Regions from separate parts of the Mus musculus genome. Here region 2 is linked to region 1. A link is a contact called in public Hi-C data. All regions are on one chromosome and are shown on one strand. Each heading gives the region's core, a stretch centred on a gene start, on an enhancer-like site or on the middle of the called end of the contact. The rest is flanking DNA. Distances are from core to core; before and after follow the strand shown.

Region 1 (3,987 bases), core at 996-3,495:
GTCCTGATTTCTTTAGTGGTGAACATCAATGTGGAAGTGTAAGCCAAATAAACCCTTTCCTCCTCAACTTGCTTTTTGGTCATGGTGTTTTGTCACAGCAGTAGAAACCATAACTACAACAGTAGTTTTGCTTCACTTGCCTGCCTGCTATAGGAACCCATGCGGCCCAGGCTGGCTTTAAACTCCTCCTACCTCCATCTCCCAAGTTTTTGGATTACAACTGGGCACCACCATGTCCGGCCCTCTGGACTGTTTTTGTTGTTGTTGTTGTTGTTTTGGTTTTGGGTTTTTTTCCTCTGAGGCTACTGGAGAAGCTGTTTCTCAGCACCTAAAGTGGAAAGAGCCTAGGGCCCAGGAACTGTGAGCTCTGTAAGACCTGGTGATGGTGAATTAGAGGCCAGGAAGCTTGGCTCAACACCCTACCTAATAAGTGATGAGAGGCAGGATGGTTTGGTGATGAGATTATTGCTGCCCTGGAAATGAAATTCTGTCCCAGGTACATACCCACTCACCTGCCATGTCTACTTCAGGGAGACGCCCCCACAGGAGCCCCAAACAGACTCCAATTCACAGACTCTTAATTTACAAAGTTCCAATATCACTTGCTGAAAGTGGTGCCTATGAAGTAATAACTTCATTGGCAAGATGTCATTTGTCAAAACTAGTAACACAAATATTGTTCCTCAAAATTGTCCCACAGCGAATGAATGACATTTCTAAAGTAGGTAACTTTACTAAAACTCCTGTATTTCCACTACTCCCAGAATAGGACACACACATATGAACTCACAACACACATGAACTCACAACATACAAATTCACAACACACACACAAATGAACTCACAACACACATATGAATTCACAACACACACACAAATGAACTCACAACACACATATGAGTTCACAACACACAACACAAATTTACAACATACATATACACACAAACTCACAATACCCACATTGTAGGAAGCCAACTCTAAGATGGCGCAGGTTTCTGGTGTGCCGTTGTCATAAACAACATCAGCGCAGGTGTAAACCAGAGATTGGCGCCAACCCCTCCCGAGCAGGTGCATGCTAATTAGGCATCGACAGACTGACCAATCCCAGGAGGACACGAAGCCTTTCCCTGTGCTGGGGTGCATATAAGCAGACCTCCCTGGGTTCCCGGGGTCCCCGTAGCAGCATCAAGGTGTTCCTGCAATAAAGGCTGTTGAGAAGAATCCGACCGTGTTGTGTCTTCCTTGCCGGCCGAGGTGGGCGCGACACCACATGAACTCACAGCACACACAGGAACTCACAACACACACTCACAAATGTATGCATCCGCTGGCTGAGCTCTCTTTCCCACACCACAGGCAGCATCTTTCACGTGAGGACGCCGATTCCCATGCCCCTCATCAGCATCTTTCATGTGAGGATGCCCGCTCCCATGCGGTCCATTAGCATCCACACCGTCCTCACCAGCTTGTCAGTTCTCTCTGGCGCTTGGTGCGGTCCATACCAGAGTCACAGCTTTTCTAAATGTGACAGCACCACGGTGAACTCTGGGTCAAAACTGGAGATGCAATTCCCCAGCGTCATCCAACCTCACCTCATGCGCCCCCTACTCCGTGCCCTTTCACCAAATCATCTTAAAGGATTCCTCTGCACACGCCAGTGGAGCCCACCCCTGACGGGCACCCAGCCCCGTCCTCAGCATCACCATCCTGTTCACTTACTTCACGGATGCAGCTAATTGCTCAATCTCGGGGCATAGGTCTACGTCTCCAATCCTTGGGGCGAGTGTTAGGACTGGAAATAGAGATGAGCAGACGCTACCCTGAGAGTTCCGTCGATGCGTGTGCTGTCAATCACCAGAGACTTGCTCCTCAATACTTATTTTATGTATATGGGTGCTTTGCCTGCAGATCTGTCTGTGCACCGTGTGCATGCTGTGCTTGAAGAACCCAGAATGTACCATCGTCCTCAGAACTGGAGTGACAGTCTATTGCCAACCACCAAGCCGGTGCTGGAAAACGAACCTGGGTCCTCTGGAAGAGCGTTGAGTGCTCCTAAACCCTGAGCCGTCTTCCCAGCACCTACCCTAAAGCTGAACCCTAGACAAGCCCAACTGCGCAGGTATGTGAGCCCAGACAGACGCTTCTTTAGAGTGAGAGGGAAAAAGGGAATTGCAGCCTGGATCCTTCCAAGTTCTAAATACGATGCGGCACTTCGTGGATCCATCACGAGGGGGCACCAGAGAGGCGTCCTCGCGCACAATTTGGAGGGACCTGCCTGAAGCCAACCGGGTTATGTTGGACCAAAGCAAAGGGGCAGGGGTGGGGAGAGGCAGAACACGATCCTCTCACTCCCTCCAAAATCAGGCAAATCCATGGTTCGTCCAGTTATAGCAGCAGCAGCCAACTCGTGAGGATCCCTAAAACTTCCTTACTGCATTAAAGCAAACACCAGTGCCGAGCACTTCGCTGCCAGGGTTTCAGTTAAACGATGGATTTTCGAGGGAAATTGAATCCAACTGGCACATTACAATCAACTGCATGCCTTTAAACACAGCGACGTTCCCATCTTAACCCAAAGCAAGAGGCTCCAGGACCACCTTGGGGGCGGGGGCAGATTCCCGCCAAAGTCTGATGCTTCTTGCTCTGTTGGCTCTCTCAGCACTGGACCCTCGCTGCCTAATTGCTAAGCTAGCTTCAGTTCTTCACCGGCAGAGAAATCTAGGACTATCCTACAGATCTCCACCAGGGGGCAGGCAGGGTTCACGTAGTTGTTTGGGAGAAAGGCTTCCCACGCAGCATGCTGTTATCCATCCTACACGGATAAACCCGTAAAAGAAACACTAACTTAGCCTTCTTAGAGACTAGAAATTCCCTTTGTTGTTTGAAAGAAGCCGGGTTCGCATATAACAGGCAGGTCCTGTTATAGCCAATGGAAGCACGTTCTGGTTTGATATGCGCATTTGCTGAGCGGTATTGTATCTCTGGGTGGTCTTCCTCCATCACTGCCGGCAAAAGCCTCCATTTCTTTGTGTGTGTGTGTTTTGGTTTGGTTTTGGTTTTTCGAAACAGGGTTTCTCTGTATAGCTCTGGCTGGCCTGGAACTCACTTTGTAGACCAGGCTGGCCTCGAACTCAGAAATCCACCTGCCTCTGCTTCCCGAGTGCTGGGATTAAAGGCGTGTGCCACCATGCCCGGCTAAGCTTCCATTTCTTACGAGCCCTTTTTCTCTCCTCTCATTTGAAGATAGGGGTATTGGGCACATGCATCGACTGGATAGTTGAAGAGAGATGAATGAAAGATGAGAACAAGGAGTTTTGAAATGCATGATATGGATGCCAGAGAGAGAGAGGGAGAGAGAGCGAGAGAGAGGAAGAGAGAGAGAGGGAGAGAGAGAGAGAGGGCTCCTTTGCGTTGTCAATATCAAAATGGTCAAATGTATTGGAACCCACTTCTTCAGCAAATGCTTAGGGACTTTATTGTGAAGAACACTCAAGAAAACTATTTATAAACACTAGGAAATATGTCTCAAGGGGATGTTTTATGGCTACAGGGTAATTTGAATCTGCTGAAGAAGGATGCCTTTTTGGGTACATTCTGAAGAATGCTAAAGAATAACTAAGCAGGGTTCCCATTGTTTTAATTATTACCAATTTTTATTTAACACAAGCAAAGAGTTATTAGTTACAAATTTAGGGAGTAAAATCAGAAAACATGGTAGATGTGGTGACTCGAACATACATAATTCTGGAAGTTGAGAAGCTGGGACAGGAGGATTGCCATGAGTTCAAGGTTAACCTGGGCTTCTACGTGAGACCTCATCCTGATAGATAGAGATAGATAGATAGATAGATAGATAGATGATAGATAGATGATAGATAGATAGATAGATAGATAGATAGATAGATAGATAGATACAGAAATACAATGTGGAATTAATCAGGGAAATAACAGAATTTCTGGGAATCTATATCCTTAAAATCCTTATTC
Region 2 (3,987 bases), core at 496-2,995, 170 kb after region 1:
GTTATATGGTGAGGGAAAAGCCACCACTGTAGTGATTATGAATAGTATCTCACTGTCATTTTGACTGGCACTTTTTAAATCGTTCATGATATAGGGTGTATTTTCCGTCATGGGGCATGCTTATTCGGCCACAGGTATGTATGTATGCCCTCTGGGGAAATGAAAACTCAAGTGCACGACCCATTTTATAACAGGACTGTCTTTAGTCCTTCTTGACAGTTTGGCCTTGGTGTTCACAGCAGCCAGGAAGTGGACACAGATAAAGAAAGCAAAATCTCGACATATTAGAAAATGTGATTCTACCAAGGTCTCTGAGCCATGCCACGGTATGGATGGGCCTTGGAGGCAGGGTGTTAAGTGAAATAGGACACGCACAGCTTCCACTATAGTAAGCTCGCAAAGTCAATGTAAGACGGAGGTTCGCAGGGCCTGGGGCAGGTTGGGTGGAGGATAAGAAGTGGGATAGGATTGCCCAACGAAACAATTCTGTCTGGGATGGTGAAAGCTGTGCTAATAACTGCACAGCCACTCATTTAAAATGGCTAATTTTATGTTGGGCATATTTTACCATGCCAAAAAAAAAAAAATAGTTCAGCATACTGTTTACTTTATACTTCTAAGTGTAGTCAAAAAATATTAGTCAAGACGGTTTTAAAGAGTGTCCTCCACCAAGGATGCTGGAGTTGAAGAGTCTCTGAAATAATAAGGAGCCAGGAAATGACACTGGGGGTACACGGAGTCGGGGCTCAGCAGGATCACCCCTGATGTGCAGTGACAAGGGATGACAGTGCCTTCGTCCTCACGGGGCCTCATCCCATAGAGAACTGTGAATAGAAAGTGACCTCGGAGGGTCACTGCTGAGAGACGGGGATTACAAAAAAGAACTGCAAAAAGAGATGGGACAAACCGCGTTCCATAGGGGCCCTTGGGCCTGCATCTGGGCCTCCAGCAGACTCTGTCCTCTGAAATTTCGAGGCGCCCTGTGTTTTTCTGTGTCCCTCAAACACTCCACGAGAGAATTTTTAAAGTGAGCTGTACTGCATAAACACCGGCTCGAGGCTAGAGATGGCTCACTGCTGGTGAAGGCACGTTGTCACTGTGCCTGACCTTCTGAGTCGGTCCCCAACAGTGTCCATCCTCGCCCCCTCCCCCACATCGACCGGAGCAAAGGGACTGCTCGAGAAGAAAACACAGGGCAAGGAGGGGACTACTTATTTCACTACCCAAAGACTAGATTTCTAGGCTTGCTCTAGATTTATTTAAGGGACATTCTAATTTATTTAACCCACCAACAGAGGCCCCCACAGCACAAGGAAATTGGGATGAGCAATACACCAATGTGACAATAACACTCAGAGAACAGTCTTGTCACAGAGTGTGCTTGTGTCCCGGAGGGACCTCCAACCAAAATAACAAGCATTCACCCACCGTGTACCTATGCTAACAGATACATGTCTGCCTTTAGTGCCCTGAAGACTGAGAATAAACAGGAATCCGCCGGAGCACTGAAGAGCCTGCCTTTCCAATACTTCCTGTAGCTTGCTTCCACACACCACCGTCAAGAAGGGGAATATTATGTTGTGAAACCAACAGCACACTTGCTACAGCTGCTAGGGAGTTCTGTAAATGGAGCTAAAGGTTTTCTGTTTAAAAACCCAAGCATCCCACTCCTCTGAGCTGTGTGCATACGCTTCACTCCCTGCCAAGTGCTTTTCTCCACTTGTCAGGCAGCAGCCCTTGATCTCAAAGGGAAGAGCCCAGCTCCCCTCCCACCAGCCCACAGCTGGACTTCCCACAGCTAACGACAGGACAGGACTGGTCCACTTCCCAATGGCTTTTGTGCTGCTTGACTCTGCTGATGGACAAAGCCCCGTGCCTCCTTTGTGGGAAAGGAATGGCTCTCTCCAGCTTGTTCTATTATCCCGACTTACAGGGGATGCGTTCCGGAGGGAGGGCATCTGGGTACAAGGGAGGCCTCAGGCTACTAACTAAAAATCACTTATTAGCAGCTGGACCGGCAGCTGATATTTCAAAGGCGCTGCCTACCTACCTGAATATCAAACCAAAAGGATTGGAAAGAAAACCAAATTTCCTCACTAGCCATGGCATCATCCCCAGTCCTCGCCACAGAACTCCCCATGAGGTCGCAGAGGAAGCAGAAAACAGAAGAAGCCATCTGAGGGGACAGTGCTAACAAGCTGGGGTGAGAGGGCACTCTGCACCTGTCTGCTAAGGCATTCTCACCAGGCAACACTTGCAGAGAACCTCTATGGCCAGATGAAAGGCAAGGTGGGGTGCAGAATGCTTGTCATTGTCACTCTGCTGGCCCCAAAGGCCGTCCCCCCATGGTCTCTGCTGCCGTTATTACAGTGATTTTCCTCTAGCCCTTCTTACCTTCCGGCAATTAAGACGCACTTGGGGTTTTAAGATCACTAGATGAAAGGGGGGCCAGATGTGAACGTTATTATTATTTTGTTCAAAGCAGACCGGTCCACTAACATCTGCGGACAAGTTTACTACACACCACTTAAAACAGACGAGCCAGGTCAGATGCCAAAAAGCCCCAGGTTTGTATTTCTGAAGGCATCCGACATCTACCACATGTTTTCAGGCTGTGATTTCAGATGAGGCTCCTGAGAGAAGGTTAACTTTCCAGTCGGCTGCCAGAATCAGAAAGAGACGTGTGCAGTGGAGAAGGATCAGCTGCACGCCTGGAGCTGGAAGGGGCGAGGCGGACGAGGGTGGAGGGGACGGCTCGCCAATCGGAAGGTACAGGGACACTGGGCTTCAGAGAGCTGTGGATTATCTTCAAGCATTTTTCATCCATCCTTGAACTCCTTACAGAATTCCTCAACTAACTCCCCTCAAATGATGAAAGCCCTTTTCTTACCAACTATAAAGACAGGGGCTTATGCCTGGAGAAGCTTAAACTTTATTAACACAGACCCAATGGCACCGGAGGATCTGGTTCTGTGCGCAATAACAAAATGTAATCAGTGCTCAGAGACATGGACGGCTGGGAGCAGTGGTCCAAACGAGGAAGTTGCTTGGTCTACCCTCAACTCCGGAGCCTATTAACACTTGAATCGGGTTGGACTCCCTTAGACCAGAGCCCTCAAAAGGCCTCTATTACACCACACCCAACTTTCTTCCTTGAGCCCAAGCCTCAGGGATCTCCATGAAAATCCCTGAAAATAACAGGCCCAGCGCTCTGGCCTCTTATTACCAGAAGAACTCAATGCCCTGCCCCTGGTCATCTTGATAGTGTCGCCACAAGAGTCCTCTCTGTGTAACCCTTCTATTCCAAACCCTTGCTTCTCTGATCTCCATGGTCACAGTCACCTCCCATATGGCGCGGATGCTCTCTTCCTTCACCACAATGCAGGTACAAGAGGGCAGAGAGATTCCTCCCAGTCTTGTTCCCCACTGAATCTCCACTGTCTGGAACTGGAGCGTGACACGAATGAAGCCTGTGGTAAACACAGAGGACCAGGAGGCTGGCTTCAGACGGTAAAGGACAAGCCCTCCCAGTGAGCGGTGCAGGAAGATCTTCACACTGGCCCAGTTCTATGCTCATGAGCCCTATGCACATAGACCCTGGAAACTCCTCCTGAAAAGGCACAAAGACCAGGGAAAGCTCTGAACAGGTTTCCAGAACTTTCAATCACTATCAGAGCCCTACCAACTCTAACCGCCCCCAAACCCAGAAGGTCTGGCTAACACAGAAGGTACCAAAATATCCCGACTCTGGGGGTACAAAAACAATTCTTTTTTTTTTTTTTCTTGTTTTTCAAATGATTGACTGATTGATTGGTTTATTTATTTATTTATTATACGAGTACACTGCAGCTATCTTCAAACACACACTAGAAGAGTGCATCGGATCCCATTACAGATGGTCGTGAGCCACCATGTGGCTGCTGGGATTTGAACTCAGGACCTCCAGAAGAGCAGTCAGTGCTCTTACCCACTGAGCCATCCTGCCAG

What was found. A called contact is a pair of places that touch in the nucleus more often than the background predicts.
Region 2: a Hi-C map of cortical neurons shows a contact between it and region 1, with 2.8 times the contacts expected there. The contact joins two enhancer-like sites. A contact is called at or near these places in 1 of 15 datasets of contacts at CTCF or cohesin (embryonic stem cells) and 5 of 484 Hi-C or Micro-C datasets (the N1E-115 cell line, cerebellum, cortical neurons and 2 more).

What each region holds. Positions count from the first base shown.
Region 1 is chr16:89,771,761-89,775,747 of GRCm38.p6, forward strand. No RefSeq gene overlaps it. Among named protein-coding and RNA genes, the nearest start is that of Gm52239, 21 kb to the right of the region's middle. Within about 2 kb of position 2,246, at least 66 of the 459 cell types and tissues checked have an H3K27ac peak or open chromatin away from gene starts, as enhancers often do. A contact at or near this core is called in cortical neurons, where this site is marked.
Region 2 is chr16:89,942,481-89,946,467 of GRCm38.p6, forward strand. The region is part of intron 2 of Tiam1 (T cell lymphoma invasion and metastasis 1); the gene reads right to left. Among named protein-coding and RNA genes, the nearest start is that of Tiam1, 16 kb to the right of the region's middle. Within about 2 kb of position 1,746, at least 43 of the 459 cell types and tissues checked have an H3K27ac peak or open chromatin away from gene starts, as enhancers often do. A contact at or near this core is called in cortical neurons, where this site is marked.